4 separate regions of the Mus musculus genome follow, and regions 1, 3 and 4 are each linked to region 2. The links are chromatin contacts, called in public Hi-C and HiCAR-type maps. All regions are on one chromosome and are shown on one strand. The core of a region is the stretch at or near the end of the contact, and the rest is flanking DNA. Distances in the headings are between cores, read along the strand shown.

Region 1 (7,259 bases), core at 1,168-3,667, 550 kb before region 2:
CTTGGGTGAGACTCTGCACATGCTCAGAAAAGCACTTCTTATTCACTACTTCATTAATTCCAATCAAGTTGTTCAGATGCAAATAGCACAGCCTTTGTTTAGTCTGGCTTTTAAGGCTTACCAGCCCTTTTCTCCTGAAGATATTTTCCTCCCTTTCCTTTCCTTTCCTTTCCTTTCCTTTCCTTTCCTTTCCTTTCCTTTCCTTTCCTTTCCTTTCCTTCCTTTCTTTTTTTGTAAACTGTGTAGAGGGTTTTAAAGTTTTTTTTTTTAATTTAAATATTTTATGCTCTGCTCACAGTTTGTAGCATTAGAAAGTTTACCAACTAAAATCAATTCAGTGTAAATTTAAAATATACTAGTGCTTTTTATTGTCGGAGAATATAATGTGTATTAGATTAATACGTTTACCTTTGGAGTATATAACATTGAATTAGTATTTTCATCATCAGAGTATACAATATTTTCTAAACAATATAATTTTAAGAAGAATATTACTTAAAGTGTATGTAGAAAAGTAAATTTTCTAAGAAAAACATGGATGTAAGTTTCAAAAGGAAGAAATTTTTTTGGATTTTGGATTTTACTGAAAATATGTATAGCCATGTCTCTCTAGTAATATTATGAGCAAATAGTCTATTTTCCTGACATTTGGGAATACTTGAGGTATTTCAACTTTTTATTAGCCAGGCATCAGGATTTCGAAGCAATTGAGGGCCTGAGAAACTTCAGTTCTGACTTTTTGCACTGTGTGGTTTATTCTAATGAAATGGCAGGTGAGGGGTTTTTTTGGAGAGACTGAGGGGAGGTGTGGCTATTTGGGGTTTATTGTGTTTTGCTTTTTTCTGTTTTGTTTTGTTAAGAATATCTTTAGAACATTCTTTTAACAAAATCACAGATACAATTAAAATTTTATGATAATGGAAATTTGAAATTATTCTTTATGCTAATTTTACATGATTTTCTCATGGAAAACAAAAAAACAAAAACAAAAACAAAAAACTTCTTATAAATCCAAAGTCGCATGCTGCATGTTGAGAGAGTGGAACTCCCCAGTATAGCTAAAATGCATGCAGTCAGGCTCAGGTCTGAAACTAAAGACCAGACGCACCTTACACTGAAGACCGGGAATCAAAAGTCCTGCAAAAACCACTTTATAAAAACATAACCATTCAGTAGAAACTTTCTTAAAACATAGTGGGTAAACTATAAAAGAACAGAAATTACCAGATTTTTGTTTGGGGGTACTCTGGGGGCAGGGAATGTTTATTTTAAAAATGATTAAAAGGTGTTTAGCTTTTCAAATGCCTAAAACATAAAGCTAAGCATGTGTTTGAATCAGTTTCTAAGGATACAATAAATAAATAAATAAACAAATAAATAAACAAATAAATAAGATCTCGCGGCTCAGGTGAACAAAGATGGCTGCGGTGAGAAGCCGTTCCCGCTGTTGCAGAGGCCTCCACACAATCACATCTTGTCCCAATCCGACTGCCTGCCAGAACAAGACAGGCAGCTGACCAATTATGGCTGTTGATCTATACAGGGCCCCTTTGTTCTCCAACAATGTCAGGGTGCACACGTCCGGGGACACATATTTACCTGGAGGATTCTTGGCAGGATCACTGTGGCTTGGACTTCCTGATTGTCCAGAATCTGTAAAGAAATCACAGAATATGTTTTCTTTTTAATTTGTTATGAAAGAATTTCACAATACTTAGTAGAACTTTAAAAAAATTTTTTTAAGGTACAACAATGAGGTGAAGTGTTTAAATAAAGTATACTTTCCCAAGCTGTTCCATAGGAACATTTTATTCACCAACCTAGATAAATGTCTATACATATTTCTTCTCAAAGGGAACAATTACTGGCCCATAATGCTTTGAGGGTGGAGGAAGGTTTTCCTGCAATGAGAGGTCTGGCCACAAAGCCACTAAAACCGTTTGAAGGTTAGGCAAATAGCAAGGCCAGATAGTAGAAATCTGAAATAAAGCAGATACTGTCCCTTAAAAGATACAATCTAAAAATAATTAAGAATGCTTTTAAAAAAACCCAAGACTATGCATTTCTTCAGAGAGTAAAAGACAGAGAAACAAGAGCCGTCTCGTCTGGGTTTTCACAGGCAGGTTCAGCTATCCACTCCAGTAATCCCCCAACCTACTGGATCCCGGCCCAGTTCTGCCTGCATCCCATAATAGCAATCGATTTGCAAACACCAGGAAAAGCATAAATTACTAGGTAGAAAACCAACATGGCTTTGCGGAGAGCAAATTGTTGGATCAATTTAATCTCCATCTGCGAGATACAGGCAGGCTCTTAGATAAGGTGGAAGGGACGGCCACCTTCATTTCAGAGCAGCTCTGTCCTATGTCATTCCTTACCAACACCACAGAAAGGGCTCAGAGGACAGGCACTGTCAGCCAGTGTGCCTGCCCTAACCCATTTACGGTACTGTGTTTGGCTTGATCCTCTACCTCCATGAACCCTCTGCATTTATCTGCGTCATCTGGCCTGGGTTCTTACACACTTACTGGCAGAGAGTTGCTATGAAATCTTTTATTGGCTCTAGCACATAGGTTTTGTCTCCATAGCTACACCACACTAGGAAAGAAGGGGCAGAGAGCCTGTCTACCTCTTTGTCTTCCTGGGGCCGTTCATGGCGTGAACACACTAGGCTTGCAGTATATGCCAGAGAAATGGATGGCACAGATTCAGCAGCCTTCACTGCTTGCCTACAAAAAGGCAATTTTGAGCACAATAGTGAATCTCAACAAAACGTGGTACTGGTGGTGTCACCAACTGCTATAAACTCATAAGTCTCTTCCTCAAAACCTTGCCCTTATACTTGAAGCAAGGAAGGGATTAAATTAAGCAGAAAAGCAGACTCCTTTTGTTGTTGATCAAGCTACGTGGTTATGCCAGGAAAGTGGTTAACATACTACAACTGCTCTTCAATCCTAAAGGTCGGAACACCCTGCTAGTCTATGCCTGTATAAAACTTGGTTATTCATTTCTGCCTTTGACTCCTGCTTCCTAGGTCAGACTTAATGGTGAAGAAGAATATAATCCCTCTATCCTATTTCCCTTTTTTCCCTTTGCTCTACAGTAAATTTCATGAAAACAGCACGGTTATTTTTGTGATTCTCACAATGACCTTCACCATGATTCTTACTTCACAAAATGGAGGAAAAGAAACTGGAAAGATCTGACTGCACTGGCTAGCTTCTCCTGCAGCCAGAAGCCAGTTCTCTTCTCCAAGATCTTTTCTCTTACTTTTTTTTTGTGGAATTGAGGCAAGACTGACATTTATAAATTAAGAGAAGAGTGTTGTTGCTGTTATTATTGTTGCTGTTGTTGCTGCTGCTGCTGTTATTGTTGTTGTTGTTGTTGTTGTTGTTCCTTTCAAAGAGAAGGCCACACTGGCCACTTTTCAAACTAAGAGTGTAACAATTGCAATGAAGTGTTAAAACTGTTTCGTTTTGTTACTGCCCCTGCTGTTTCAGCTTTGAGCTCACCTCTTGTCTAGTACATAGGTTACCTAAGAGTTTACCTTTCCAAGGGAGTCTAACCTGTTGAGATTCCTACTTACAGGGTCAGACTCAGAGGCCAGACTCTCCATAGTTTTTCGATTTCCTCTCTGGAGCTCCTTAACACGTACAAACTGTCCAACAAGAGACTCTAGAAACAGCAAGAAGGGAAAAGACTGCAGCTGTCCTACGCAGGTGAGTGGCAGGGCAGCCTCACACTAGAAGCCATGGACTTTAAACAGGAGCCTTATCATGTTTGGCTACAATGTCTGCAAAATGTCACCCCTCACCTTCATTGCCTCTACTGCTAAACTTCTGTCCAGTAGAATAAAGACCAGTGTCTCTTCCCCGAGAATCTGCTTATTTGCCAGGGTGCATCCTTCATGTCCACAGTGTCACACGCCCCACTGGGGCAGCCTTTCTCACCCTGCCCCTCCCCTTCTTATGTGTGTTAAAAGTTACATTCTCCTCTCATTTCCAAAAGCTGTACATCTGTGTCTTCAAGAAAAAAAATCACTATTCACTCTAGAAAACAAAACAAAACAAAACCACTATTTGCTTAGAAAAAAATCACTATGGACACCATAAGATTTGGGAGAAAGCTGAATAATTTTGTCACAAGCTTGCTTTCTACAATGAACTGGTGCTTGCTGCCCCTTGCCCCCAGTAACAGGTTTTCTTTCATACTACAAAATATGTACCACCTCATGAAGCCAAATAGCAAATACTGTGCCCCCAAAAGACAGATAAGGGTCCCAGAGAGGGCAAGTGACACCCTTACTTTTCATACTATGAACTCTAACACTGCAGTCCCCTCTGATGTCACCTCAGATCAGTCACTTAATTCCAACTGCAGGAGAGGGAAGTAACCAGGGAGCCATAGTTGGCAGAGAACCCAAGAATGAACTGTTATTGTGGTTGACTTCAGAGAAGGAATTTTTCAGACCACATCTAAAACCCCCGCAAATCACCACCCAGGTCAAATTACTCCAGTCTCAAAAGTTTCATTAACCACTTCCATCTCTCTCTCTCTCTCTCTCTCTCTCTCTCTCTCTCTCTCTCTCTCTCTCTCTCTCTGTGTGTGTGTGTGTGTGTGTGTGTGTGTGTGTGTGTGTGTGTGTGTGTGTATGTGTGTGTGTGTGTGTGTGTGTGTAAGGGAGGTTATGCTATACTGAATACTAGCTCTGTTCCTCTCGAGTCATGTGATCCTGTACAAAATCGGTTAGCTTGTAGAACCTTGCCCCTTAATCATAAAAACTGCAATAATATGATCTACCTCAAAATCTCTGGAAAGATTGTGCCATACCAAGCATGGAGCCCTACCTAGTTCAGCTACATCCTACACCATCAATACGCAAGAGATATTATTAACAAAATGGGCACATTAAAATGTGCAAGATTTTAAGTGGACTAACCCTCAGAAAGAAAAAGAAAAAAGGAGGAAGCTAAGTTATCTCCACAGTGATGTAGCACCTAGAATTATCTATGCTGGGTCTGTGCCCCCATGCCAAAGTGTCCTAGTCAGTACCTTTGTCCCTGGCCCCTGAGGTGGCAGGTGGTGTCATAGCCCTGCCCTGAGCTCTTGGGAGAGACCATGCTCTAGATGGAGATACAAGAAGCTGACAAAATTACCTTCCTGGAGGCTTAAGCTGTTAAGGAACAAGGATGGCAGGAATAGGGTTAGGAGCTGCCCAGAGCACTGTTTTGAGTCCAGTAAGATTTTGTTGCCACGACAAAGAAAATGGTGAACCTAGAAGCTGGCCAACCAGTCTCCCCACTTTCTCCCCACCTTTTATTCTCTACTTCTTGATATGACTCTATATTTTCTATATTTCTTCTCCTTTGGGCTTGATGCAACATAATTTTTGAGGCAAAATCGACCTAGTATGACTTCCTTCTGAAATTCTCTAGGAGTCTTCCAGATGGATCTCACAGTCCAGCTGAAAGGACCCTTCTGCCTCAGCCTCCTTGGTGTCAGGGATTCCAAGTGTGTACAGGCCACCCAGCTCTCTCTGCTCACAAGTATGAATCTAAACATGCTGCTTATTCTTTTGGGAAGAAGGCAACTGAAATGAGGAGATCTCTAGACTGTGGTTTTAACCGTGGCCACTCCTGTCCCTTGGGTTAAAGACTGGAGCTCCTTCATGGCCTACACAGCCACGAGCCAGAGCTTTTGCTCCCTGGTGAAAGGCAGCCTGACTACTCTTGCTCCTCTAACACGAGCTCGCCTAAGGAAGTGATTTACTGTTCTAAAACACTTGTGCTAAGTGGTGCCCATGTGCCATATTTAGACACCTTGCTTCTTACAGTCTGATGCAACCTTGAAATTGCACAAAGCCAAGTGATCCTACAGCAGATTAAATGTTTCTGGGAACCTAACCTGATCTTCCCCCAACTTCCCTTCTCACTGCCATTTATCAGCACATCCCAAGTCATTTGAAGAATTAAAAAAAATATATCAAAACAAAAGCATGTCTTCAATATCTGTTGAAATTTTTGTTACTATCATCTGAAGCTTGTTCACTACTGGATATGCTAAAGAGAAGTGGTTCTGAGTCAAATTTATGGTCCATCCCCACCACCAAGCTACAAAAATGTCTTTTAGATAACCTGGTCAGAGTCTGGTAAAAGTTAGGCCAATATAGTTATGGTGATAGTCAATAATGACCTGAGAAATGATTTTCACCAAGTAGTAACTTCCTGGCATGACTAACTGCTACTCTCTGTGGTGGGCAGATCACTAAGGACCATGGCTCTTAAACAACAGTAAGGAAGAATCCAAGAGCACCTTCGAATCAGAAGCTCGGCAGTGTTTGACACACAGTAATGCTTGGTGTATTTCTATTCAGTTCATAATGACCTACAAACATTCATCTATTTATCTGTTTATTTAGTGTGTGTGCATGAGGTCAAACGACATGCACATGTGCGTAGGTCAGAGACTATCTTTTGTAGAGTCAGGATTTCCCCTATTATAGGAGTTCTGGGGTTTGAACTCAGGTCGCCAGGTTTGTGCCACAAGTAAGTACTTTTATCCCCTGAGACATCTTGCCAGCACTAAATATTGTGTTGTTTGAAGAAAAGAATATATGTATCATATTTCTCCTTAAAGCTCTGAAGTGACCCAATGTGCTAGGGATACACAGAATAAGTCCTTGGGGATGGAGGAATGGGAAGGGCAGATAGGGAGCATCAAGTCACAGTCACATAGGAAGGCAGGGCTACTAGAGGGACAGTGACAGACCACTCAGAAAGCAGGAAGGGAGAGCTGTGAATGTTTTCACCATAAAAAAATGCAAACTAGGGAAGAGACATGTCAAAACTGAGTTAAATGTTACAAAATGGATACATGTGGTGACATATTCTTAGTACACCCCCACAAATACATAAAACTCATACATTTGTGTATACTAGCTTCCACATTAATTTCAACTAAAAGATTAATTCACTTCAATAAAAGTAAGGATACATTAAAAAAAAAAATAGCAGCTTGATTCTCCTTAGGGAAAGGGACCAAGGTCACATCACAAAAAAAAACCTAACTCTTGGAGGAGTATCATAAGAACTCTCCACCCAGGAGTTGGTAGGGTACTTTAAACCCAGCACTCAGGAGGCAGAGGCAGGCAGATCTCTGTGTTCAAGTCAGCCTGGTTTATAGAGCGAGTTCCAGGACACCCAGAGCTACACAGAGAAACCCTGTCGCAAATATAAATAGAGATGGTGTGACAGGACCTG
Region 2 (7,329 bases), core at 1,184-3,683:
TGCTTTTCACGATTCCACACACACACAAAAACGGGTAAGCCTTAAAGTTCTTCATGGGAAAATATGTCTCTTGTAGCTTGGGTGGCCAATACCTACTGGGAAAGAAAGGCTTAGCTAGCATTAAGGAAGGATGAAGGGGGCAGAGCAGGGTGGCAGGCCACATGGGCTAATAAGGGCCGAGTCCCAGCTACCATACTAACCAGCTGCACGCGTGTGTAAGCCTCCTCCAGCTCTGTGCCTCTGTTTCCTTGCCTGCAAGTTCTAAATTATGACGGTTTTAGTGAATAAATAACATTAAGTAGAGCTAAAAATCATGAAATTCTAAATGCCTATGGTTCATATTGTGTGTGTAAGTAGGCTCTGACTGGTTGTTTTGTGACGACAAAACACTATTTAGAATTTTGTTTGTTTATTTGTTTTAAAGCCTCCCTCTCTTGTCCCCTTAGTGTGCGTGTGCGTGTGTGTGTTCAGAAGACAGCTCTTAAGAGTTGGATACGGGGGCAGGGGGTGTATGTTGGGGATTTAGCTCAGTGATAAAGCATTTGCCTAGCAAGCGCAAGGCTCTGGGTTCAATCCTCAACTCTGGGAAAAAAAAATTTAAATTAAAAAAAAATAAAAAAGAGTTGGATAGGGAAGTAAACTCAGGTGTTCCGGGCTAAACCCGCACCCTGTTTGTTATCAGAAAAATGTGTGTTTAGTTTCAGGAAAGAAAACCAAACCAAAATCCGTGTCTGCTTGGGCACAACTATTCCGCTCAAATACCGAGACAACGCAGAGCAATGTTTACTTCCATGAGCCCCCTCAAAAGGAAGTAACAGACAGGATGCTGGGCCCAAATCTGAGTTATTTTTGAATTATCTGTCCGCGGGCATCTTTCTTCACGGGTTTGAGCCATCTCCAGATGATAGCGTCATCTCCAGCATGAGCCTATGGAAAGAGATCTCTGTACAAGGATGCCTATGCCAATCTCAACCAGTCTCCTCAGAAGCCATAGCGCTGTTAACCACGTGATAATGACTCGACTGTGACTAACAACAAGGCTTGTAAAGGGTTCAAGTGTGGCGAAAGCTAGTATCATTGCTGGGGGTAAATTCTGTCACTCACACCATGCTGGCTGGCTTGCGGAGGGCCAAAGGTTTGTACTCACTCAGGGGCAGAACTGAGCAACACTGCATTTCAGTAGAACCATTTTTAAACGACTATAAGGCTGAGTGAAGTCAATTTGTTAACAGTTTTAGAATGTAGTCAACTATTTTTCTTGAAAATAACGTCTTTTCTTTTCTTTTCTTTTCTTCCTTTCTTTCCTTCTTCTTCTTCTTCTTCTTCCTCTTCCTCTTCCTTCTTCCTTCTTCCTTCTTCCTTCTTCCTTCTTCCTTCTTCCTTCTTCTTCTTCTTCTTCTTCTTCTTCTTCTTCTTCTTCTTCTTCTTCTTCTTCTTCTCTTCTTCTTCTTCTTCTCCTTCTCCTTCTTCTTCTTTTCTCTTAAGGTAAGTTATCGCTATCTAATCTTTAGCCCGTGATCTCCAGGAATCAGTTCCCTTAGGCAGAGGCAGTTTAATGGGTGTTTATAGCTTCAGGATTTTAAGTCCAGATACCTGGTCTTCCTTGTTCGTACCTGATCCCTAACACCCAGTGCTGTGCGCCTGGCATATGGTAACCACGGGACCAACATCGTCTGTGGGGTTATTTAATAAACCAGGCTGAGGGACTGCACTTGAACAGGCAAAAGAAGCCGCATCAGAACGCATTTCTGAGACAGGATGTCTGGGTTTGCTAGCAATGGCTGTAGCACTCTCTGGTGGCGAGTGGTGAAACTACACTACAGAATGAGGACACGGAAAATCCAGCCCTGAGAACATTTTCTCAGTTTCTCTTCCCGTTCACAATTCGACATAGAGGGAGCATAGTAGGGCTGTGCTCGTTTATGCTATTATTTATGTCTTGGATATGGTGAACACAAAATTTAGAACGAATTAAATGTTCTCTGAGGCGTCTGGGAAAGGCAGTAAATAACGAAAACGAATGCAGCAGGAGAAATGGACGGATGGACCTCATTGTGACCATCTGTCAGCCAGTAAATTATTCAAGGTCTATATCCAGAAGCATCTGGGAAGGAGGCACAGTCACTGAAATTATCCTGCTCTGTTAATCTTGTTAATATCACAGATTTGTTCTTGTTATGGCCACTATCCTACATCATATATATTTGTGTTTATAAATATCACTTAATATCCCCTCTACTCTATTTTTGTTTATACTATCTTCTTCTTGCCTATAAGGCTTGTTAACTTACAGAGGCAAGTGTTTTCTTTCTTTCTTTTTTGTAAGAAAGAATATATTTGGCTGCTTCTTTCTACTTCATCCCACCCCCACCTCCGTCCCCACCCACCATGGCTCAGAAGCCAGTCGTGACTAACACAGTCCTAGAGTGACCTCTGGCTGCAATACGAACACACACAGGCTTTGAGCTCAGTCCTGAAAGGCCTCCAACAGTCACTTCCCAGGGTGTGAAAGGCGATGCATTTACAACCGTGATAAAAAGGGTGCTGTTTGCTGAGCCTTTTAGTGCCTTTATAATCTGGGAACTACTGGTTTCTCCATCATCTAGAAATGATACAACAGAAATCCCCTCTCCAAAATAAATTGCATGAGCCTATGAAATAGTCCATCAATTTACCCTATTAATTGTAAAGGTTTACCCTGTAAACATTTACCCTATAAACAGTGAAAGACCTGGTATGGAAAAGATTATTTCACGTTCTTAATCGGATAAACGTGACATGCAGAGCCAGTGAATAATGGAAAGTTACCTCTGGGGAGTGGCAGTGTTCCCTGTGGGGTCCATGGCCTGAAATTCCAGGATATCGGAAGTCACTTGCAAAGAAGGGTTTATGATGTAAAGGATGGTCTTATGGCTTAAGTCCTTCTGGCTAAATCGCTCGTGGATGAATTCACCTACAAGCAAGAAATAGATGGATCTCTCATGGATAATCAAATCAAACATCACTTGAGAATTAAAAAACCACACAGCTGTTTTGTTTCAAACAGATTTAAGGAATAGAGTGCCGGGCTGGGGGTTCTATTCAGGCGGTAGTACTTGCCTAGCATGCATAGAACACACCCAAAACCCTGTATGGAGGCATACACCTGGAACGCTAACACTTGAAATAAAGAGAAAGGATGATCCAAAGTTAAAGGCTGTGTTCTACTACATATCAAATTTGAGGCCAGCCGCTACCTGAGACCTTGTTTTAAAGAGAGAGAAAAAAAAGCCAAAGTCCATTTAAAGAAAATTAGCATTGTTGCACCCATGCTCAGATACAAATAAGATTGACTCAAATTCCTCTTTAAGTTTGCTTTGCTTTGGAGATACTTGCCTTATAATCCTAAACTAAAGAGAAAGGGAATGGGGAGTTAATAAAACCTGTCGCCTCTGCCATCCTGTTTAATGAGTTGTTGTGATCATTGCCTTCCTGAAGCAGAGCTAATATAAAATTTAGCAAAGCTATTAGGGGAAAAACCATATTTTTAAAAAAGCAGATGATATAATTGGGGATTCATACTAGGAGAAAGAAATTAATCTCAAATATCAATCTCACCCTGGCACTGTGTTCTGAATAAAACACAACATGAAAATAAAACAAAATAACAAGTCAGTGAAGAGTTCAGCTACTGTGTGTCAGGAGCTGTTTCTCCTTATGAAGATGAATTTAGAAGATTCAGCTTCAAACCCCTATTAGCAACAACATTGATTTATAAACTGAGTCTATCAGCAAGCCCTAGGGAGCACTCACCAAACGGGCCTACCTACACTTACCTGAGTTCCTCTTTAGCTCTGCCAGCAACTAGTAGTTTAAAATGAGGACTTACAAGGACTGAGATGGAAAGTACACCCGCCCCCCCAAAAAAGATGGAAAGTACCTGTTGTTGTGTTCTCCAGACGTCCGTACAATGGGCCTCGTAAAATCTTAAAGATGATCTGGTCATCCTCTGTGTCAGGGTCTGATGCCTTCAGCACACGGGAAGTGATGTAAATCCCATAGCAGCCATTTTTCAAGAGCCCCACTTGAGTAGGGGAGTGCAAGTGTGTGATACGGGGCGCTGCCTTGTCCAGCTGATCCACCTGAATCACCAACGTAGCGTTACACAAGGACTTCTCTCCCTATGCTACACAGGGCTTTCCTGGCTCAACAATAGTGAACTCCTCAACCCAGAGATCGCTTGGAGTCCTTATCTGTTGATTTCTGCCGAAGCCTGTCTTGTTCACCCTATCCTAACAAATACAGAGACAAGGGCCAAGGTTTCCTTTCCATCACAAACCTCCACCCAGCTTTATGATGTCCCCTGTCTGAATTTCCTTACAATATTAGCTTTATGAAGGGACATACCACACCTTCCCACCCAATGCCCATTCTTGCACACAGCACTATGCATGAACCATGACAGAAGCACAAGGAAAACACTAAAAATGACCCCAAAATTACATGGCAAATTTAACGTCAGCACCACGGAAAGATTTGCTGTGTTTAATGAACTACATAAACAGAATCCTAGGTTTTTACAAATGCCAAAGACCTTTCCCACATGCCTTTGCCCAAATGCCAAAGTGTTGAGAAGAAAAGCTGAAATAGTTCACTATAAAAATTATGCAAGTGATTATCTTTAGCCTGTATATTGTTCCACTAAGGCTGAAGACCACCAGACTCAATAAGTGGACTAGATACTTAAGGGTGGTGGATTGGGTAAGGCTGTGTCAGAGATGATATCCCTGGGGCAAGCTGGCTAGCCAGATTAGCTGAACTAGCTAGCTCCGTGTTCAACAAGGGAGCCCTTGCCATTGGAAAATAGAGTAATCAAGGAAGACACTCAAAGTCACCCTCTAGCCACCAGATGGACATACATACACACATGAGCACACAAACATGCTCTCACATTTGTAAATAAGCATGCACACACACCCTACACGCATATGCATGCAAAAAAAAGCGTGTTTATGTTTTCTGGATTTGTTGTAGATGACTATAAAAGCATTTTAACGAATTCGGATCTGAAAATTGTATGCTGAGACTTTCAGCACTTCAAGGCTGGTGGAATTCGGGCTGTGAATTTCGTGATGATCTCCTGGGAAGAGCAGCTCCCGTAGTCACGGTGGCATGAAAGAGGAAACATGAAACATACTAAGCCATATTAGGATCCTCCCAAACCCAGGTGGCTGAAGGTGGGGTTGTGGCTTTTATTTTGTTGTTATGTTTATAAACCCAAAAGTTACAAAAGCAATAAAGATTTGTTGTGGTCAATGTTTTTAAAAATGTCTTGCTACACAAGCGCTGGGCACTTTGGTTCCCCTGTTGTGCCTCTGGCCATACTGGTTTGTTCATATATATTAAACATTTTGCATCATCAAAAGCAGGTCTTTGACTTGGTAGACCAGAAGGCTTTGAAACATTACAGGGGAAGACATTTTATTTTTAAGGAAGGCTCTGCGTATTTTACGATAACTTAAGGTATATTTAGTAAGACTCTTCCCAGACATGTCAGTCCCCATAGAGAGTAATGGCAGGTCCTTTTGTCTACATACACTCCTTGTCCCCTTCACAGGAGGACTATAGATTGTGACAGTCTTGAGCATGTGTGGTTTCCCACAGAATGAAGGTCATGTGTGCCTCCTGCTATTAGTCAGCCACACCATATCTATCTGTCTGTCTATCTATCTATCTATCTATCTATCTATCTATCTATCTATCTATCCATCCATCCATCCATCTGTCTATCTGTTATTTTTAATTCTTCCATCCAGCAGCTTTTCCCTTGGTTACTCATAGTTACTCTTAGAACCACACAGAACCTGTTGATCCATGCTTGAGTTACTTATCTGGGTCAGTGTATCATTTGGTGGCAGTCAGTAAGTACTGTATTGTCTTCACAAAACAACTCTTGGAAGCCAGACACTGGGCATGTTTTCTCTTCTCCATTGCTGGCAGGGCCAGCTGCTTCATAAAACCCTCCTTGTCCTCTCTGCTCTGAGGGACCAAGGGTCAAGGAAATTTGAAGACAAAAACCACATGCTTTCCCCGTAAGTGTTTAACACAAGTTTTTTTTGTTTGTTTGTTTGCACAAGGGACATCTTACATTTGTGATGAAAAATAAGCTTTACCAAACCCAACAGAGAGCTGCCACAACTTCAGACAGGGAACAAACTCTTAGACTAGCTTTACAGTTAGAGGAACGCTCTGGTGGAGAGATCTGTTTTAGTTCTAGCACATTCTCCCTATTCCCCCATTTCCATCTCTGGAATACAGAAAGCAGTTGTGTCTGCATATAGAATTTGTAACTCTTCAAAACTTTCAGGAAACAAATCCAGAAAAACATTTTTCAGTAGACACCATAGTGCCTGTGTATTGATGACATCAACACCATCTCCCCAAGTATCTACAGTCTTCATAGTGCCAAAGACTCATCCACACCCAGAGACCCTGAAGGTTAATTCTGTGACAAGTCTTCTAGGCCATAGGCCTGGATTGACTGGGTAATGTAGACTGAGTGAGAATTATCCACTGCCAGTCCAAAGAGAGAAGACCGAGATTCCCCCAAAGAAGTAAGAGCTTTGTCTCTCTACCCTTTTTAGATCCAAGGCCACCATATCACCTTGACTGCCAGTTTTAGTCTACTGGCCTGCTTGCACAATACATCTTGAGCATAAGGCAATTCCTAAATCAACTTGTGCCTGTGTGCCTCTCTGTCATTCAGACACACACTTTGTCCCTCACATCCTATTGATCTGTATTGTGTATCTACACAGATATATGGATACTGTACACAGAGGCTAAAAAACAAGGAGAAAATAGTATCCCACTAGTCAGAGGGTACCCTGAAGTAGAGACAAAATCCCATCTTTGTTGCTGTTGGTTGAAGTGTGTGGAGCAGTGTGAACCCCATCCAAGAAGAGTACGTGTAAGAGTTTTGAGAGCCAGAACATACTTGATGTGTTTTGACTAAAAGACGAAAAACACTCTGCCCTCCAAGAATTGTTGAGAGTCTACAAATGTGGCCGTATGGAGCCATAGGAGGGACACAGAATTTGGAATCAAACAGACTTGACGTCTTTGATCAAATTATTTAACTTCTGATACTCAGCTTCTTCGTGTATAGAAATGTAGACAATAAAACCTAGCACATACAATGTTTATGAGAATCAAATGAGATTTATGCAAAGTAGCCCTGCTCTTTAGATAACCATTTTAAAAGCATGCAGAGCATGGAAGAGCCAGAGGATGGGGAGATGGACTGTAAAAACGACATGTAGATATGACAAGGCCATAGCACTCAAGGAT
Region 3 (7,707 bases), core at 2,286-4,785, 530 kb before region 2:
GCATCAGAGCCCAGGGATGCCTGACCACCACCACCGCTTGTCCCATCAGCCACAGGGTGTCCTAACTGACTTCAGACTCCATATATCTGGAACCATCAAAGGTCCATCCTTTTGTCTTTGGGGACCAGTTCCATTGTCTATGTAAGAGAAGTTTTGTGGTGCCTCTCTCTAAAGTGGATGGCTCTTTCTCTACTGTGGGACCCTTTGGTACTATCACTGCCTAAGAAAATCCTTCCATGAGGCCCACCTCCTGGTTCCTTCCTGCCTGTAACCCCAGGGCAAACTCAACCAGCTCCACTTTGCTAAATTCTACTACTCATTGTCTGCGATTCCCAATCCTCTATAGCTAACCCTGCTCTCATTTGAATGACAAAGTCCTTATTGTCCTTATTCCAGCAGGACCTTTTGCCCACTCTCTCCCATTTCAGCGAACCAGATGAACCAGAAAGACTTGCTGGAAACCCCTCACCTCAAAGCCCTACTTCCAGGTGTTGGCCCAGCTCTTACCTTCTAAGGCTCCTCCCCCTTGTTTTGCTAATTGCAGGTCTCCATGCTCTGTACCCATATGGCTTTCATTACTGAAATGTCCTTACTCTGACGTCAGACAAACTCCAATTTCATCTTTAAAGTGCTTGATTCCCTTCATCTGGTATATTCTTCCTGGCCCTCTTTTTGCATCCACCTAATGAGACCACCCTGCAGGGTCCACATCACTTCCCTCCCATTCTAATATAAGGCTTTAACACTGTGTTAGGGCTGGTTGTACATGTGCCGTTTCCCTCCATAGTTGTCACTGACCATATCCTAACATATCTTTTACAGTCTGGGGCATCTGTTTACATTGCAGAAAGGGCGTTATCTTAAATATCCTATCCATGGAGAAATGGGATGAAAAGCATCCATTCCCTTAGGAAAGACAAAACAATTTAAAAGAAAGATAATAATGAGCTACCTACCAGCTTACACAAACAATTAACACCCAGTAGTGAGATGCTGGGGCTGGAGAACTGCTTAGAGCTACACCGACTGGGTAGCATGCATGAAGCCATGGGTTCAGTCCTCAGCAACAGACAGAAATACATCTAATGCATTTGGCCATTTGTTTATTTTTAGAGAATTGAAAACCAACAATGTTCCTTCCATATATCATTCCTTTCCATAGTTATTAAAGCTAGTCACTTGGGAAAAATAAATGGTTTGGCTTAAAGCTTGTAAGTAAGGCTGGGTGTGGTAGCATACACCTTTAGCCCTAGCACTCCAGAAGCAGAGCAGATAGATTCCTGTATGAGGCCAGCCTGGTCTACATAGTTTGTTGGGCCAGTTACATAGTAAGACCCTGTCTCTGAAAAACAAATTATAAGGTTAAAAATAAGTAGACTTCATATATTTTAAAAATAAATTGACATTATCCCCAAAGAGATCCAAAGCACATCAGAACTTCCCATCTGTTCACTGTTTTCAGCTACTAACACATCGTTGGGACCACAAGCAACAGACCACAAGTGCTGGTTTCCGTCTGCAAAGCATCACGGGTAAAGGTGACGAATCAACGAGACGGCCAATGAGAGAGCTGCACGGAAGCTGTACTAGTGAGACAGGATGTGCGAAGAGTAGCTTAACACTCACTGCCCTCTACCATCTTCAGTGGGGAAGAATCTATGGGCTAGTTGGGAGGTTAGAGAATCAAATTAGTAATTATCTCAAGTTAAAACACGATCATGTGGTCTAGGACCTGGAGAAAGACTAAATGAAAGACTCTTAAAAAGTCCTAAGAGAAAACACCATAAAAACTGGTTTCCTATTACTACACCCACCATTAAGAAAAAGAAAAACAAAAAAAAAAAAAAACGCTACCTTAAAAAACAATCATAACCAGGGGTGGGGAAGTGGCCAAGGGCACTGGCTGCTCTTGCAGAGGACTCAGGTTTGCTTCCCCATGGTGGCTCACAACCGTGCACAACCCCAGAACCAGGGGATCCAATGGTCTTCTGACCTCCACAGGTATTACGCATGCCTGTGGCTCATACACATAATTACACACACACACACACACACACACACACACACACACACACACACACACACGCATGCGCACACGCACTCGCATATGCTCGCATACATGTAAAACACTGATACATATAAATCTAAAGAACAGAAAAAAATTAAAAAGAAAAAGATCATAACCAAGACAAAGTTTCCAAGCAGTAATACAGGAAATCATACATTTTAAAATCTGTTTTAAAAGAACATGCATTGGTATGTATGGCATGAGTATGTATGTATGCACGGCTTTCCCTAATTTTGGAGAACTGTATAAGCAAATCACTGCAAAGACACCTCGTTGACTATGATGTCATATTCCTTATTTGGAGGGGGTCTTTTTTTACAAAGTCAATTAATTCTAAATTTAGCTGGAAAACCCCCCATGACCTCTACAATTTTTTTAGGTTAGCTAAAAAAGATCTATTGACTGTCTTTGTGAGCAGAACAGTTGAACGCTACTCTAGATAGAAAATTATTTCTTTCAGTCTATAAGAATAATTATCACGGCGATCACACAATTATTATAATTATATCTGTAAGAACTGTTATCGGGAATTTGTCTCTGAAGCCGTCTCATGCATTGCAGGGGACATTTACCCTGTTTAATGATCACCAACACGAGTGTCTTTATGCAGCTACATAAGCGATTTTACCTCTTTCTATTAATATCTTCTTGCATGCTTTGGGAGCCAAAGGAGACAGCCCCCACATTTTTCCCCCAAAGCAATTCTTTGAGTCAAGCCAGGACTGTGGCATTTTCGAGACAGAAAGCTACACTTCCCCTTCATGGCAACCTAACATCCACAGTGTGCTTTCCTAAATGGATGGACAGCGCCCCCCCCCCAAGCCCCTCAAATCTGTGTTTCATAAACTGTACTCTAAGAGAAGTAGCAATAAAGTTTATTACAGAGCTAAAGTATCTGCATAAACCCGGTTAATTGAAAAGTGGGTGGAGAAGGCTGCCAAATTAAATGTTTACATTAGCACAGCTGTATTGTAAAAACATTCTGCCCCCTGTGCTTTGTAATTATAAGATATTTCTGGACTGTGTATCTCTACAAAGTTTATCTCCACTGCCAAGAGTGTCTTGGCACGGAGTGGCTGCAGCTCTTGGCAGCCAGGGCTCTGCGCGGGCAGATCTAAAATGGCTGCCAAGCGGCCTCCTGAAATGTCGCCGGCCTGTGCCTGGCCAGGGCAAAGGCCACTGCGGCTGGGCAGGGATGCAGACTGTCACAGAGCCCAAGGGCATTTCCCACACGGATAAGAGATGGTACCACAACGTACTGTTTTGTTTTGCTCCCTAAAGCTGCTTGAGAAACCACAAAGCATTATTTGAAGGCTACAAGTTAGAAACGCGAACACAGGGATCTGGTTCCAAATTCCATCCCTGTCACAGGTGAACCCTCAATGCCTTCCGCTAATTAAAGCAGCTCATTTAGATCTGTGTGAGAAGGTAAAATGAAATCCTCTTGATCACACTTTACTGTGGAAGCCCATGCACGGGCCAGTTGCCATTTGCAGTGGTGAAATGTGCCTGTACTCTGAGCCCCAACCCAGTATTCGTGTTTAGAAAACGCAGGCAAGATCAATTGGCTTCTCTTTTAGAGGCTGTGGTCCTTTTATATCATTCAAATAACATTGTAAAGAATCCCCCCCTTTTTTTTTTTTGCTTTTCTCCAGCAAACACCTTGAATTTGAGGAACTGTCTATATTACAAATCCCACCTAATTGAGAAAAGTGAAATAAAACCCAGAATCCTTTCATCTCTGCAAGGCACAGGAGCTGACTAAGGGGGCAGTGAGAAAGGGGGGAGGGACAAAGGCAAGAAGGAAAGGAATGAGGAAATGAAGGAAGAAGCAGGAAGTAGAGGGGGGCTGTGTGAAACTAAGATGCATTGATTTCTTCATGCTAGGAATATATAAAAAAAAATTGTAAAGGACAAATAAAGGAACTAGCCCCAGAAAAAATGTCTACTGTCTCTACCTCTGTCTCTGCACACCACCCCTCCCCTCTCAAAACTGAAATCCAGCTAAAATGCTGTGTGCCCAGATGTCAAATGTTGCAATAATGAGACCATTGGGCTTTTCTTTTAGGGAGTTCCACAAGTTTAAGCTCGGGCTGTGAGACACCTTAGGCCCCATGTGCTATCCTGTAATCATTGGCAGTGATGAGGTAGCTTCGGTTGAATCCAGCAACCACCTGTGCTGCCAGAATTCAGAGGTAAAGGATGAGTTCCATGGAGCTGACAGAGTGGTGGCACTCATTCCATTTATTGTGATTTGTCACTATGTATCCTGCGTTTCTACCTTTAACTATATGGCCCCACACTGCTTTCCTTTCCATCCCCATTGTAATGGGGGAAGGCCTAGCATCTCTCTAATGCAATACTGCGTATGTACACACGTCCATGCATGTGTGCTCATCTGAGCACCAACGTGTGCAGGCCAGAGACAGGCATCAGGTGTCTTCCTCGATAGCTTTTCATCTCAGTCTGGGGAGGCAGGGTCTCTCACTGATGCAGGAACTTTCCTCTACGGCTACACTGGCTCTCCTACAAGCCTTGAAGATCCTCCTTGAGTCTGCCTTCTGGCATTGTGATGACAGGTGCGAGCCATGCCCAGCTTGGAGCTGGATGCTTAGGATCCAAACCAAGGTCACAACGCAATCAGCTTTACTCACTGAGACTTCCTGAGCCCTTTCCAAGGGTGCATTATGCGTACTCTTTGTTCTCCAGCATTCCCCTAAAATTTCTTAAGATTTGTTTATTTCATGTACATGAGTGTTTTGTCTATATGCATGTATGCATACCACACACATGCCTGGTACCTATGGAGGCCAGAAGAGTAGCAACAGAACCTGGACTTACAGACAGTTATGGGCTGGCATGTGGGTGCCAGGAATTGAACCTGAGTGCTCTAGTAAGACTAGCCTGTCCTCTTAACCATTGATCTATGTCTCCAGCCCCTCCATGAAAATGTATACAGCAGGACAATTTCTCATCATGACTATGAATGACTCTCCACATAAGACATTTAGGCACCCTTAGTCTTTTCTAAATTAGTAGTCAGGATGGTAAATATCACAACCATGTGCCGACGGGCCACTAAAACACAGACTGATAAAGTCAATGTGTTCAAGAGAAAGGCGTCTCTGGCTTTCCTGCCGACTAACACTCTTGAAGCTTGAGCCACTGTGATTTACTTTCGTGAGGTTTTAGGCAGAGATTCTGCTACCTTGTCATTTTTTTCCTTGGGAGTTTCCAAATTCCAAAACAATAATCTATCCATCAATCATTCACCAAATGATGGTTGCTCGCCTCCTGCACAAGGATTCAGATCTGGGAGGAAGGACTTGGCAAGGAGGACGTTGCTTTACAAAAACACTCAAGAGTTTGGGGACCTGTCAGACAAACCTACTGACAAAATGGCTATATTTTCTAACCTCAAAGAGAACCCGAGGTTCTAGAAGTTGTACACTTCATGTACTGTCAAGTACACAGGACAGTGCCGCACATATAAAATGGATACCTATGCCTGAAAGGGCAGCAGTGTGGATAAATGACAGATGTGTAAAGCCATGACGAGTATTCTACCCATTCTGACTTAAAACACTCATGTCTCCTCCCCAGCGGTAGTGCAGTTAAATCAGGCCGAGTGAGAGCCACTGGTCAGCTGGTCTATGTCCACCACCTTTCACCAGGTCATACATGGATTTCTGTTCTCACAGGAACAAGGAAAGTGGGCTCTGATCACTGATCAAGGAACATGAACCAAGCATTCTCTGCTAATACATGAGAAAGCAAGGAATTGAACCCAAGAAAATCTGACTCTAGAATCCAATTTAAATGACTATTCTTCCTAGTTTGAGTGTTAACCACTAGATACACACACACACACACACACACACACACACACACACACACACACACACCAAAAACAAACCAAAAACCTGCACTGCAGATAAACAAGTTACAAGGCGTCTTGGTCAATTTTTGACATATAACTTTCCAATTTTCCTGACAGCGACCGCCGCTGAGTGCAGGGTGCTGAGTGTGGTAAGCTGAAGTTGGGGTTTGTAATGTGCACAGAGACCAGAAAACCCCACTGCCCATGGCACGCCACAAATTGAAGCCTGCACTGGCACACTGCAGTACAGGCCAAGGGCCAGTAAGCATGGTAGCCTCACATCAATAGCAACCTCATCAGCTGCCACCCTGCTTACACCCACAAACTTCCCAATCTCCCACCAAAGTCACGGAAACTTCCACAGGATCCCGTGAGTTCCTGCTAAGTCACATTGCCCAAGTCTGATGACTTCCATTTTTCTTTGTATGTAACTGCTAATGTCGTCTTTGTGGTACTTTCCCGGGGCTGCCAGGCTGATCCTTTTCCTACAAGTATGGGGAACAGCTAGTTCCCACTGTTCCACAGACCTCCAACACCATCTTCGGCATGTCCTCAAACATCAAGTCCTCCAACAAGAAAGACTTCCTTGCTTCAGTGGGCCTGGTCACACAGTACTGTGAAATTCACAAGGCCAAGTGCCTCACTTTGAAAAGATGGCAAGCAGTGAAAACAATGGTGGAAATCGAAGTGGAAAAGAGTCTTCACTCCCTGCACCCCAAGTCACGTGGGTCATCTAATGCCTCAGAAGTGGTGGCAGAAATTAAGGTCAGATTTGTAGAAGCCAGTTCAGATTTTATTATTTCTGAAGCATAATATTCTTCCTCTTGATACTTGTTATTTACCCAAAGGTTGTTGTTTATTTATTATTTTCACAGAGCCCTTCAAGAGTTCTATTAATGGAAGGGTATAGAGGTCCTCCAGTTTAATGACTATGCTAAGAAAATCGTTTTGGGGGGAAAAATAAGATTTGAAAAATGCCATCTCTATTGTGTGACTAACCGATATAAATTCATCTTTTATATATGTCAAATGATTTAAATAAAGTAAGAGTATAGGGTAAATAGCTAGATTTTTTTAATGGAGATTTCTTTTTAAAAGACCGCTGCTGACTTTGGGACATAGAGGTAAGAAGACCGCAGTTAGCAGTAAATGCGGCAAGGAATCCCAACAAAGACTCAACATTTATTAGCAAGCAACTGTGCGGGAATGCAGCTTTAATTGTGCATACATATTTTTATTCATTAAGATGAATAACCAACCAAATCCCACACTATGGTGTCCTGGCCTCATAACACATTAATAAAGTTTCTTAAGGGTTCTGGCAGGGGGCCAGCACAGTCCATTAACTCTTTGCAAGTTGTAAAAAGAAGGAAAGTCATTTCGGTCTGTTTTGTGGTTATGAATGACACAGCGGGCGGCCTGCACGGAGACGTCACTTTGGATATGGCGGCGGTAATGAACGCTTTGCTGATCAGTTGCGGAGAACGGGGGAGAGGTTGATGCTACAGCCAGGCTGCAAGGCCTCCCTGCGAAGCAAATCACTGCGAGCAGGGGAAAGAGCAGAGGCCTCCATGTTCAGATCTGTTGATTTTGCTAATAGGCTGTCACACTGCATCTGGGTAAACGTAGCCACTGTGAAACCCAAAATTATAGAATGCATCTTACACCACTAAGCTGTTCTCTAATCACTCTGGGTTTTTTTGTTTGTTTGTTTGTTTGGGGAATTTTGTTGTTGTTGTTGTTGTTTGTTTTGTTTCGT
Region 4 (6,971 bases), core at 3,862-6,361, 610 kb before region 2:
GGAGTGAAACATCTGGGGAAAACAAAATTGCTCCAAACACAAATGATGTACTGACTCTAGCTGGTTCTCCAACTGGCTTCCCATGTCACCCCTTGAAAGCCACATAGGCTGGTAAGTCCTCAGGTTCTAGTCAGCAGGACACTACAGTCTGGCTGAGGTACAACAGTCCTGTGAGTGTTGTCACTGTGTGCTAGGAAGACAGAAGAGGCTGTGAGCTAGTTTCAGAAACTCCAGAGAAGTAAGAAGCAGAGGACAAATGAGGAAAAAAAAAATTGGAAAACAAAATGATCAATTTTGGTCTCAGAAGCCCCGTGAGCCCCATCCTGAGTCCAGATCTGAGAGGCAACATGGAGAAAAGCGCCGAAGCAAAGCGTGGCTTCCCCATTCCACCTGGGGGAAACGTGCCCACCTGTTGCTGATGCAGGAAGGATGGGTCTCTTGGGCTTAGTCCCACATATCGATTGGCTTGAGATGTGCCTGAGGCTGTGTAGGCTGATTAAGGAAGAACAAAAACAAAGATAAAAATTGTGAACTGTCAGAACGAACACCCTGTCCATGTATAAGAAACCCAGAGAAGTGGGATTTACTACCAAAAGGGTTTCTCCATTTCTCTTCTCTTTCATCTCAGTGACCAGCAAGTAATGGGAAAGAAACGGTAATTGAATTCAAATCAACTATTTCCCCCCCCTTTAAAAAAAGTCTACGCAATAAATCACAACCTATCTTTCGGTGTGGATGTCTCTCAGTGTGTGCTATGGCTATATTACTGTCTAGATGCTGAGGCCTGGCTACTCTGGAGTCCTTTTTGATAGATACACTTTTCTCCTATGTCTAATGGATCAATCAATGATAGCTACCTGTGATTCTTAATGTAAAAGTAGGCAGAGATTGTCAGGGAATGTAGTAGCTTTTAGAGACAGGGTTAAGCAGATGTGGAACTAAAAAAAGAAAAATTACTAATACTTTTCTAAAAGAGGAACACAGTTGGACTGCAGCACAGAGAATGACTTAGCTCCATCTTCTATTTAGTGGGAGAAATGTCCTCAAGGGCGGTAGAAAATTTTTTGACAAAGAAAGAAAAAATCCTTCATTATCTGTACCGGTAAAAAAAAAACCAAAACCAAAACCAAAAACCCCTACAAAGTGCTTGTGATTGGCCAGTGAGGAGCACATGACCTTTCCTGCACTTGAGCTCTAGGTAGAGCAGATGCAGGGGACTGTTCTTGACGTCGCTGTAACTTAGTTTCCAATTACTTTTTTTTTTTCTGGTGGTGTGAACTTCCCACAGAAAATTCTCATTTCTAAATCTATCTTTTACAAGGAAAAGAAGAATTAAGCCCACTGCTCCATCATCTCAGAGTAAACAGAAACAACTGATTTTGTAACATATGTCACACACTAGGAGGTCTGAAAGGTTTAAAACCATTATATTAATTAGGAATTCAGACACGGATTTTAAAAAGGCTAGCTTTTAAAGATCAATATATTAGTGCTGCGTGTTCTCTTAAAAGTGCACCATTGACCTTGATGCTTTTCAGGTCAAGTTTTTAAAACATGGAGGATGCTCTCAGGTTATGTTCTAATCACTGCTAAATAAGGGGTGCTGGCCATCAGCGCCCAGTGTTTCACTTTCACCAGCACACCCCGAGATTTCAATGTACAGGCTGGAGGATAAGGAGAGAAGCCTTTTGCTCTTACGTTGTGAGCACCATATATGGGCTCATCTTTTGATTTTTTGTTTGTTTTGTTTTGTTGTTGTTTGTTTTCCCCAATCATGTAAACAGGCTTCCTTGGTCTCTAACTTTGGAGTGAAAACAAAACCATGTTTATATAATCTAGAGATTTCTTTTGGATGTTTTAGAAATTTTACTAGGCAAATCAAATCTCTTTTGGACCAACCTCTGCATGAGTATACAAGCAATTCATTATCAAACAAGCTGAAGGCACCAGTCAAAGGACTGTGGGTTACCTGGGCTGGGAGCCCCCACTGAACTTCAGGTATGGTTTTCACATCAAAGTAGGCAGCGCCATAAGTTTCTGGAACTTTGGTATTAATCACTTATCCTGAGATAGTTTTTTTAAAAATCATTTTTATGTGCTTTTGTTTAAACTGTCGCACTTAGGTCAAAGAAGCCTGATGCTTGCTTTTAAAACATACATATAGTGTCTTAGTGATTGTACTATACACAGAAAGTATTTAAAAGAAAAGTCTCATCCATCTTTGCATTCAGAGAAGTGCTTACTGGGGTGGGACTCTTTGCCAGTGGGCTAATTTCCAAGCACCACTGATGAGGTAAGGTGCACTCCAAGCCTATCTCCACTTCCCAGTTTGAAAGGGCTCGTGAATTCTGCTAAATAAATGATGAGTATGGACTGTGCTCCTAAGGTGAAAAAATATGTTATCCTTTTTTTTCTTTGAAAAGTTTCTAGAAGTCATTTTAAAAAATAAAAATGAATGTTTTTCTGATGGCTGAGAGAGAAGGGAAAGAGACTAAGAGCCAGTGGTGTCTCTGACGGTATAATCCCATAAGGGAGTTCCCAGAGCACAAAGAATGCCCTTGCTCTATGCAAGAAAAATCATTGGGATATAAGGCACCCATCACAGGGAAGGAACATGCTAGTGCCTCTCAGATGGAATCTCACCATTTGCCAATCGGTGCGTACCAGCGCCCTCTGAGAAGCTGGAAGTTTAGGTGAAGCCATTAGGAAATCTATTCCGTATATAATTCCGAATATTCTACATGATGAAGTGGAGGAGTCACTTGGCTTACTGATGTGTGCTACAGAAGTATACTGCCTAAGTCTGACATTTACAATGTGTGTTCTGTAAGGATACTGCCTAAGTCTGACATTTACAGTGCTATGGCCATGCCAACAAAACTCAGTATGATTGTAATATGATAGCCAAAATAACCAAAAGATTTAAAGAAAACATTGTCGATCATGTAAGTGTGGGTACCTTACACATACCTTATCCTAAACTTCAGTGTCCTTGCCTGTGCAGCACAATGGCTAACTACTTCTCGCAGAGACATAACCTACACTGAGGTAAACATGTAATTGTCTTCTGGAGACACTAACTCCTTTCGCTTGGGGGAGGGGCTTGGTTTCTAGAAATGCTCCAATAAGTAATAATTATCTAATCTCTCTTTGGGGGATGTAAAAACCTTGGTGTATTGTGCTGTGTTGTTGGTGTAAGTTCAATGTCTACCTTGAACAAGCAGGCATGGGTTTATCACTTTTATTATAGCTGTTACTCAAAAACAACAATGCTTCTCTCCTGTCAAATATGATGTGTTAATAGAAATTTGATAAGAGAGAGCATGTGACAGCTGGGCCACATACATGCCTGCTAGCTCCACTTAAATGAGAAATCTCCATCTGGTCAGGTAGCCAGAACGTCCCTGTGTTTGCCACCTTGGATCATATATCCAATGGTGCCTTCGATGGACATTTCTCATTTCCTACAGAAATACTTACTGGTTGCTGTAGGTGAAGCTGCCTCACCTTCAGTGGATGTAGTGATGGGTTTAGTATCTGTCATGGTCAGGGTCACAGGTCGCACTGCACTGGGATGGGGAGAGGGTGCCAAGACAGGTGTGAAATGGCCAGGCACTTTCCCTACTACTTGACCACTGCTGTTAGGCTACAAAACAAAAACAGAACGCCGGGTGAAGCAATCCAAAAGACAGTCATCCTGTCCAGCAACTCCTCTCAGTATACACTCGGGGATTCTGCACAGGGTAGAGAGTCGCCATACAGGCCCTCTCAGGCCTGCGCTGGGAGCTGATCAATGTTTAATAGTAAGCAGCAGCACACACAGTACTTAAAGAAGGGTTTGATCATCGTTGCACTTTGCACAGGTGACTTCCTCTTTACAGCACCCCTAAGAGTCCAGTTGACCTGACCCTCTCATGTAGTAGGCTGGAAAACACACACGGAGCCTGGTGCTGAGGTAAAGCTACAGTGGAATTCCTTACTGAATTCTCTGCAGTAAGAACCCAGCAATCCAACGTTCTGCTCCTCCTTCTCGGTTTCCCTCTTGGTACAATGTTCTCCTACTGAACGATGGACAATAAGGGACACAAGAACGTCAAGAAATAGGAAACATGTCCAACACTATGTAGTTTCCATCACGTACAGTCATTTCCTATGCATGTAAAAATTCCAGCTTCCTCTCTCTTGCACACAGGTATTACAGGACATATATTTCAGGTAATTTAGACTCCAAGGTGTCCAGTCTACTTTCAATGATTTGCTGATGCAAGCAAACAGAATGAAATTTAAAGCATCTAAGATTTCAGTTGCAAACTCAGTTATAAAATGTGAAAGTAAGTCAGGCATTATGCTTCAGAATAAAATATCCTCAAAGGAATGTCTCTGATGTCCCAAAGTGGACACAAGGAGCATCGAATGCACACTGCCCTTTGTGGCTCACTTTGCTGGGCACGAAGAGTTACATAGACATTGGTGGGAATTAATGAAGAAAATGCTCTCTCCAGTTTCACAATTTAAATACATGATTACTTGAATTTTAACCACTCAATAATTTTTTTTTGGTAGGAGACAAAAACATTGATTTTGGGTACATTAGAAAGCCTGGAATATATTATTCCAGGTAGAGAGTGCCAGTGTTATTTATACTCACACTTCACTGCATGGTCTTTCTAACAATTTCCTGGCGCGTATTCTCCCCAAGTGTATGTTCTTTATAATCCCAACTTTGCAAAATAAAGAAATCAACGAAACACGACATGTCTAAATATCAACATAAACACCATAACTGACTATTTCTTTAGAGAAAGATAGATAATAGCGCTTGAATATATTGACTTAGAGGTATGGATTGAGTTTGGGCAGGTTACAGAGGGGTTACTTCTTCCTTTTTATTTTTAAAAATTAACTCTGAATATCCTGACAATTCATCATGGGCACTCTTAAGTATTTAACTTTATGTTGGGAAAATAAACTGGAGTTTTTCTCTGTGGAAACCTATGGGAGAATTATATCTTGTTCAAAATATTCCACTGAATAGCATGACTGTCTAACTATAATTGGTGCAGCACTAATGGAATTAATCTCCAGATGGCTGTTGGGAGGAGAAGGCATCTCCTTGCGTAAGAGTCCAGATCAGCATGGCCCTGAAAAGCAGCAGCTGACGACAGGGTTTGAGAACTGTTGCTCACACTGCATTTCCAGCATTGGAAAGGGGCAGAGCAACAGTCTTACCCCGAAACACAAATCAACTGGCTTTAAGTTTAAAATTAACCATCAAAATGGGTATAACATTCTTTTAAAAAAAAATTCTGCCATTCACTATAAAGACCCATTTTTGTGACAAGATCAACTTCTGGCTATGGGAAGATTATAAAAATTATAAATGACTGCTTTGTGTATGTCCTTGGAAAGAAGAAAGCTCTCTCTCTCTCTCTCTCTCTCTCTCTCTCTCTCTCTCACTCTCTCTCTCTCTCTCTCTCCCTCTCCCTCTCCCTCTCCCTCTCCCTCTGTCTGTCCCTCTCTCTCTTGCACGAGTGATGCAATCAACTGCAAAAGTGTTTCTGCATGTTGTTCACCAAAACAGTCCATACCTACCTGAAACAGAAGTCAAATAGCTAGAATCTCAACACACGCCATCACTGATGCTAAGTTTGTGCAGGGTACACTCTGTCTACAGGAACAGACAGGTGCTCTCCCATCCAAAAGTAAGAAAAGGGACAAAGAGTGCCTAAGCCCATGCAGTCGTCTCTAAAACACCAGGGTCAAAGGACCTTCCACTCTTCAGGTTCACACCCATTTAAACCTGTGAAGCTACAATCTGAAGATGGACAGCACCAGCAGTGGGCTAGCCTAGTTATCGTCTCTCCCAGTATATCAAACTCTCACGGGTTTTCTTCTAACTGTTGGCTTCCAACAGAGAGGGGGGCAGGATGCTCTCCTAGAAGCTGCATCTTTACTTTGAAAACATAGAGGAAAAAAACTGAGACAAAAGAGGCAGATTATCACCTAATATGCACTCTTAACTTATACAGAAATCGAAATATATGTAAAACAAGTACTGAATAATTAAAGAAATGCGTAACACTAAGGGCCTGATTTTAATTTGCATAATTTTCCCCCTAACAGTGCCTAATTAAGACATCAGTTTAAGAAAAAAAAAATCCAATGGAACTCTAAGATTTTCCACACTGAATTAACGTTAAGGACTTTTAATGGATGTCTTAATTAGACTTTGTTATTCATGGAAATTCTAAACAAATTAAAATCAGACCTTGTGTGCACTGTTCCCAGCTGAGTCTAGCAAAATACACTATGAAACAGACTTTTGAATCCATACTCTGGGAGCAAATTTCGTTTCTAAACTGGCATCCCAAGGTCTTCCCCCACTTCCTTAATTGTCTGCAGTCTCATCATCAGTACGTCATGTGGACTTTTTTTAAAGGCACAAATACATGTGTTTAACTCCAAAATGTTAATATTTGATTTTATAATTAATTAGTAAAACTAAAAGCAAAGGTAACTTTCTAAGCCACACAAGGGGTGCAGTATTTTATGTTTAAAATCAAAGCATCCAGAAAGGATCATTCTGCTTTATTTAACAAACTAATACAAAAAGGTTTTTTCCCTGAGCTTTATATTTAATACACATATACTCATATACTCTAATCTTAGTACAGCTTAACAGTGGTATAGTAAAATGTTCTATAGATTTCCCAAAGTCGTAAAAGTTGTTGTAAATGAGCAAGGTTTTTTTTTCTTCTTTCATTTTTTCTCTCTTTCTTTCTTTCTTTCTTTCTTTCTTTCTTTCTTTCTTTTTATAGATGAAACAGAAAAAAATACTAGACATAAGATCAAAATTACAACAGAGACCTGGATACTGTAACTATGAATAGACTCATTACTGGCACAAAGATCTTCTAGCTGGCTGAAAAATCACCCTGCGCAGAAGCCTACGCAACATCCTATCACAGAAG

Evidence for each region. A called contact is a pair of places that touch in the nucleus more often than the background predicts. HiCAR-type assays count read pairs that join an accessible place to other places.
Region 1: a HiCAR-type map of astrocytes shows a contact between it and region 2, with 2.6 times the contacts expected there. The contact joins two enhancer-like sites. A contact is called at or near these places in 1 of 484 Hi-C or Micro-C datasets (cerebellum) and 1 of 115 datasets of contacts at active chromatin or transcription factors (astrocytes).
Region 3: a Hi-C map of cerebellar granule neurons shows a contact between it and region 2, with 2.5 times the contacts expected there. The contact joins two enhancer-like sites. A contact is called at or near these places in 2 of 484 Hi-C or Micro-C datasets (cerebellar granule neurons and cerebellum).
Region 4: a contact with region 2 is called in a Hi-C map of cerebellar granule neurons, with 4 times the contacts expected there. The contact joins two enhancer-like sites. A contact is called at or near these places in 3 of 484 Hi-C or Micro-C datasets (cerebellar granule neurons and neural progenitor cells) and 1 of 115 datasets of contacts at active chromatin or transcription factors (astrocytes).

The regions. Positions count from the first base shown.
Region 1 is chr4:82,382,009-82,389,267 of GRCm38.p6, forward strand. It overlaps Nfib (nuclear factor I/B), which reads right to left. Exons shown (of 12, transcript NM_001113209.2): 3 at 1,600-1,653. Among named protein-coding and RNA genes, the nearest start is that of Nfib, 120 kb to the right of the region's middle. Within about 2 kb of position 2,418, at least 88 of the 459 cell types and tissues checked have an H3K27ac peak or open chromatin away from gene starts, as enhancers often do. A contact at or near this core is called in astrocytes and cerebellum, where this site is marked.
Region 2 is chr4:82,932,053-82,939,381 of GRCm38.p6, forward strand. It overlaps Frem1 (Fras1 related extracellular matrix protein 1), which reads right to left. Exons shown (of 37, transcript NM_001198811.2): 26 at 3,920-4,121; 27 at 2,809-2,953. Gm33260 (a long non-coding RNA gene) reads left to right here. Exons shown (of 3, transcript XR_390683.3): 2 at 1-34; 3 at 5,014-5,217. Among named protein-coding and RNA genes, the nearest start is that of Gm33260, 12 kb to the left of the region's middle. Within about 2 kb of position 2,434, at least 58 of the 459 cell types and tissues checked have an H3K27ac peak or open chromatin away from gene starts, as enhancers often do. A contact at or near this core is called in astrocytes, cerebellar granule neurons and cerebellum, where this site is marked.
Region 3 is chr4:82,401,311-82,409,017 of GRCm38.p6, forward strand. All of the region lies in intron 2 of Nfib (nuclear factor I/B), which reads right to left. Among named protein-coding and RNA genes, the nearest start is that of Nfib, 100 kb to the right of the region's middle. Within about 2 kb of position 3,536, at least 82 of the 459 cell types and tissues checked have an H3K27ac peak or open chromatin away from gene starts, as enhancers often do. A contact at or near this core is called in cerebellar granule neurons and cerebellum, where this site is marked.
Region 4 is chr4:82,320,065-82,327,035 of GRCm38.p6, forward strand. Nfib (nuclear factor I/B) reads right to left here. Exons shown (of 12, transcript NM_001113209.2): 9 at 3,481-3,646; 10 at 410-492. Among named protein-coding and RNA genes, the nearest start is that of Nfib, 180 kb to the right of the region's middle. Within about 2 kb of position 5,112, at least 10 of the 459 cell types and tissues checked have an H3K27ac peak or open chromatin away from gene starts, as enhancers often do. A contact at or near this core is called in cerebellar granule neurons, where this site is marked.